Linked DNA regions of Mus musculus: region 2 is linked to region 1. Evidence: chromatin contacts called from public promoter capture Hi-C data. All regions are on one chromosome and are shown on one strand. Each heading gives the region's core, a stretch centred on a gene start, on an enhancer-like site or on the middle of the called end of the contact. The rest is flanking DNA. Distances are from core to core; before and after follow the strand shown.

The links. Capture Hi-C pulls out chosen DNA fragments and counts their contacts.
Region 2: a promoter capture Hi-C map of liver shows a contact between it and region 1. The contact joins two enhancer-like sites. A contact is called at or near these places in 2 of 39 promoter capture datasets (the C10 cell line and embryonic stem cells), 1 of 15 datasets of contacts at CTCF or cohesin (the NIH/3T3 cell line), 100 of 484 Hi-C or Micro-C datasets (2-cell-like embryonic stem cells, the 3T3-L1 cell line, 3T3-L1-derived adipocytes and 66 more), 17 of 115 datasets of contacts at active chromatin or transcription factors (the 230-238 cell line, CD4 single positive thymocytes, CD8 T cells and 12 more) and 3 of 9 other capture datasets (adipose tissue, liver and pancreatic islet).

The regions. Positions count from the first base shown.
Region 1 is chr4:135,219,885-135,222,696 of GRCm38.p6, forward strand. All of the region lies in intron 4 of Clic4 (chloride intracellular channel 4 (mitochondrial)), which reads right to left. Among named protein-coding and RNA genes, the nearest start is that of Clic4, 51 kb to the right of the region's middle. Within about 2 kb of position 1,372, at least 17 of the 459 cell types and tissues checked have an H3K27ac peak or open chromatin away from gene starts, as enhancers often do. A contact at or near this core is called in alveolar type 2 cells and liver, where this site is marked.
Region 2 is chr4:135,334,229-135,336,928 of GRCm38.p6, forward strand. All of the region lies in intron 9 of Srrm1 (serine/arginine repetitive matrix 1), which reads right to left. Among named protein-coding and RNA genes, the nearest start is that of Srrm1, 18 kb to the right of the region's middle. Within about 2 kb of position 1,308, at least 21 of the 459 cell types and tissues checked have an H3K27ac peak or open chromatin away from gene starts, as enhancers often do. A contact at or near this core is called in alveolar type 2 cells and liver, where this site is marked.

The DNA.
Region 1 (2,812 bases), core at 122-2,621:
ACTCCATCTCTATCTCTAAGAAGCTATTCAAAACACAAACAAAAAAGCAGTATAGTATACACAGCTGAAAATTAATTATATTAAAATTAAAAATAATACTTTTGGCCTAAGAAAATATGGAAATGAACACCTGCAGTTCGTGGAAATACAAACTGGTACAGACTTTGAAATTTTGGCAAAATGCATAAAGTAGCTAGAGATGGTGGTACGGGCTATAATCTGCATCCAGGAGAGCTGCAGCCAACAGTAAGACACCGTCTCAAAAGGACGAGGAAAGGTGCAAACCTTCCCACACCTACCTGTAACCTAGCTCAAGGGCAATACCCGATAGCATAGTCAAAGAGGCCATCTACAAGGTCCAACAACTGGGAAATGGCAAATAGAATTCCTATTAAATAAGAAGAATATATAAATAAGAATTTATAAAGCCAGAGGCAGACTTGTTTGGACATGGAATGACTTGAAGGGATGTGGGGGTGCCCAGGAGATCACTCTGTAGCCAGCCTAGTCTGGAATGCCCGGCCATTTCCTGCTCGGCCCCCAGAGTGCTGGGATCAGTGGCAGGAAGCATTTATAATGCACAATAATATGAACGTGCAAGTGCACTACACCACTCACTGTTTTATATAAAATGACTCCCAGTCACCTTGGATCTGTTATTGAATTACATACTGAAATTATATTCATTCAACTATTCCCCTGTTGTAAGTCAGGAAGGATCAGAGAAATATTTTCTGAACACAACGGGACCCTATACTCACAAACTCACGGTAGCTGGGGTCACCTGCACAAAGCATTTCTGCATGGGAATGGGGAGACTTGTGAACCCCCATCCCTGGCTGAGTCAGTTTTCTCTGCAGGTGTGGCTACTGGTAGGTCACCCATGCTCCAGTGCACAGCCCCACACCCAGGAAGATGTGAACAGAAAATTGTAAACAGTGGATTGCTAAAAACAAAACCTGAAGCTGGAAGTGTGGGGAGATGGGGTGGATCTGGTAGAGTTGGTGGGAGGAGAGGAGTGAACAGGACCAAAGTACATTGTGTGCATGTGTGACAGTCTCAAAGAACGAAAAGATCCTATCTTTTAAAAATTATCCCTGTCAACCTTAGCTTTTCCAATAAACATAACTTGCTCTGTTACTTACATGTTTGAACGGGCAGATTCAAGGCAGAAGTGTTAAATGTGTTATCAACATTCCTGTTGTTAAAATACATACACAATTGAGCGAGGGTATAGCTCAGTGTTAGAGCTCTCAGCTAGTACGTGAGAAACTCTGGGTGGATAGTTTAATTTTGAGATATGGTCTCACAGCATCACCTTAGCCGCCCTTTGCCCCAGTAGCGGTGGGATTAAAGATGCGCACCACACGCCTGGTTCACTTCTCTCTTAGTGCTTAGGTTACATAAACCTACTCCCGGCCAACTTGTACCTGTTACCAAAAGATAGACCGATCCATTTATTGATCTATCGATTGATTGATCTATCCGTCTTCTGTCACCTATCCCCTCTCCCTCTCCCTCCTCCTCTGTCTCTGTCTCTGTCTCTGTCTCTTTCTCACAGTTCCCTTTAGTTTATTCACTAAAGCCTATTGGTTTACGGTGTACTTCAATCTAAGCACTGGCCCTGACCCATGTTCAGGTGGCTAATTTGTATCTAGACACCTAAGCCCAGAGGGTCTTTAAAATATTCAGCTACATTGGATTTTATAAGCACTTACTAGGCTGGTACAGCAGACTTGTGTGCACTGTGGTTACAAGTGTTGGGAGGCGCAGCCTCACCTCACTGCCTAGGTTTACTGAAAGCATGCAACTGCTCAGCAGACAGGAAGAGAACTGTAACTAACACACACACACACACACACACACACACACACACACACACACACACGGACAAGCATTCAGCTTGAATTTGATTTAAAGGTGTTTTCGAAAGTCTTGGAGCAGTGACAGGCCCTTGTGAGAAAAGTACCTTGGCAACTAGAACTCTTTATTTACCAGCAGGTACTGAACACAAAGCCTTGCTGAACACGTCACGTGCTTGCTGAGCCCCCTCCTTACTGTGCAGCACTGTAAAGACAGTGGGCGTAAGTGGCCACTTAAAGCAGTAACAACTTGACAGATAAAAAATAGAATACAAAGTTATACTTAAGTGAGTCACTTTTCCTCCCCCAGCCTTCACCCCCAAGGCAAAGGAAAATTCATTTTACTCTCCTCTTCTCCCCTCCATGTAGTAAATGAAATCCGACCAACTCTCCAGACACTCCCTCAAACACTGCACGCAGAAATAAAAACATTATGAGCAGGAGAGCACAAAGGCTGCTCAGCTAGCAGGCCTGGGTATAAAAGCCGGCTTTGTGAACAAGGTGGCCCGGGCAAGCAGGCGGCCCAAACACTCTGGGAAGCAGGGGCTCCAACCTAACATTTGCTTAGACAGAACATTAGTCAGGAAAACGGCCAATTACTCAAGAAAATTGCTTCTAAACCAAGGCAGCCACAGAACACATTATAAAAATAGACATACACCAGGCCTGGGCACTAAAACAGTCCCTTTCTCCATCACTGAAGAAAAACATTCCAGAAACCAAGAGCAAAGACATGGAAATCCCACAGTGAATTATGAAACACTATAACCTTAAACCAGGTATTAGGAAGGAGCCATAGCTGGAGACTGAAATAACAAGGAAGTCGGTGCGCGATTCATTCTTAGGTCTATTCTGCTATTAACAGCACTGATGCCCACCCTTCCTTCGGGCTAGGCCCATGGGCTGCCAGAGCCTTTGGAGCCCAAGCTACCACCCTGCCTCCAGCCATA
Region 2 (2,700 bases), core at 58-2,557, 110 kb after region 1:
AAAAGGCCCCATCTAAGAAACAATCCTTGAGACTCTTGTTTTATATGACTAGTAAACTTTGATAAACTATTTGATTAGAAAACAGTTATTATTATTTCATACTATAAATTCTATCATAGACTACCACGATGATCCCCAAGAACTGGATCTAGCACTGAGGAACCTACTGCATAACCTCACAGCAAGCCCTGCATCCCTGAGCTCATTCTTGCAGTTAATGACTCCATCTGCTGAAGTTACCTGGACAAACTACTGAACTGGGCAGAGAATGCCTAACACCTGAAGTCCCAGAGATCATAAAGTAAGGGGCTGGAGTGACTCAGTGGTCACGAGCACTGCTGCTCTGACAGAGGATTTAATTTGGTTTGCAGCACCTGCCTGAGGAGCTCATAGAGCCACCTGCAACTTCAGCTCGAGGTGAGTCCTCTTCTGGCCTATACACACCTGCACAGCGTGTATATGCCTACCACTGAACACAAGTCATTTTAAAAATCCCAACACAAAGCCGGGCGTGGTGGCGTACGCCTTTAATCCCAGCACTGGGGAAGCAGAGGTAGGCGGATTTCTGAGTTCAAGGCCAGCCTGGTCTACAAAGTGAGTTCCAGGACAGCCAGGGCTACACAGAGACACCCTGTCTCGAAAAACCAAAAAAAAACCAAAAAAAAAAATCCCAACACATAGGAGGCTAAAACAGGACTGCCTGTCTCGATTACATAAAAAGACTTTTATAGAACTAAAATCAAAACCAAACAAACAAAAGGCTCACGTGCACACACACAATCTAAGAGGCCCAAAGTGGCTTGATTTTAAGAAGAAAATGAAGTGGTTATCCCTACAAGATAATTGGTGTATATCTACAGAATAAATAAAATAACTAAACTACAACATCGCTTTTATTTATCTTGAGAGAAGATCTGGCCTCAAACTGGCTATGTAATACTGGAATTAAGAACTACACCCTTGCCAGGCGTGGTGGCACAGGCCTTTAATCCCAGCACTTGGGAGGCAGAGGCAGGCGGATTTCTGAGTTCGAGGCCAGCCTGGTCTACAGAGTGAGTTCCAGGACAGCCAGGGCTACACAGAGAAACCCTGTCTCAAAAAAAAAAAAAAAAAGAACTACACCCTTAGCTGGGCAGTGGTGGAGCACAACTTTATAATCCCAGGACTTAGGATGCAGAGGCAGAGGGATCTCTAAAACCAGCCTAATCCACAACAGAGTCCCAACACAGCCAGGGCTACAGAGAAACTGTTCAGGGGCTAGGGGTGAGGCGTGCCATCACATGGAGCCAACATTATGTATTCTGTTAAACAGAGTGAATAAACACATGGGAGGGTCACCGTGACTTAGTGTCTCATTAAGTCTTTGACACTATTATAGCATACACTTTATCCTTCCACTCAAGAAAAAGCATTATAGTAAGTAACATCTGTTTCTTTATTTTTCTAAATGACATTTTTTCCCTTTACTTACTGTTATGTTAATAGCGTTTTTAATAATTCAAAGAACAAATTGTCCTCGTTGGAAATTCAAGAGACCAATTCTAAAACCGGAACTTTAAAGCACTTCAAGAGTCCTATTAATTATTAACCTCAGATTGCCCAAAAGATAACCTGTGAAGTTAAGTTACTATATAACCAGAAATAGGAGAATACATGATGCACCCACAGAGCACAACCCCGCTGACTTAAAAGGACAGGCTGTAGCAGGACACTCGACTCAGGACAAGTCCATGCAGCGCCCAGATCAGGAGCAATTCAAGTCCCTCCAAGGCCCCTCAGACGGGTCTGTAAACTGTACTCAATGACTGACTTCCAAATTCCCCCTCTTTTCTTTCCTTACTCTTAGATCATTAGCACATTATCAACAATAGATCCTAAGATGGCCAATTAACAACTGGTATATATAGGAAACACAACCAGGAACTCTATTACATCACAGCAGTACCACAATCCTATGTATCCAGAGACTCCAACATAGCATTTCTGATCACAGTACCTAGTAGAGAAGCCAAAGAACTTCTTCATTCCACCCTTCACCTTCCTCCCTAGTCGTCGGAGGTAGCAATTTGGCAAGTCTCACTGTGTAACTGGGAAGGGACGCTTTAAACTCTTTAACTAACTAACCTTGACTAAGTCACTCAACCAAAGAACCTGACAACTGGTAAGGTCTTTTCTAACTCTCAAATTTCAACACTAAGGTCATTTCCACATAGCTCAAACCAATCTTAAGCTTCAATGGACATAAAACAGACTATAAACTGCCCACAGTTCAACTGTCTGGCTAAAGCAGTGGTCCCCAAGTGCACAAGAATACACAACAGGTCTCTGTTCCCCACAACGGCCGTCTCTGGAATGCAGTTATCTATCTATCTTGTACACATGTGTACAAGGTGTGTGTCAGAGCAGGAGCCTGGCACCTGTGCAGATGAATAAAAAGGTAACTAAAAGTTCCAACTGTGGCCTATTCAACAGTTAACTCCTTCTGCCTAGGTAATATAATCTAAATGAAAAATGTATTTCTCTAAAATAATTGTGAGAACTCCAAAAAGCTTTCTAGCTCTAAACCCTTGTAAAGTCCACAGGGAAAGACAAGTAAGCTGGAACAGTGAGCATTAGATTAAGACACTCACTCAGGGTGAGGGACTCAGAGAGGCTGAAATGTGCTCATCTTTATACAAAGTTTATACAACGCAGGCTAAA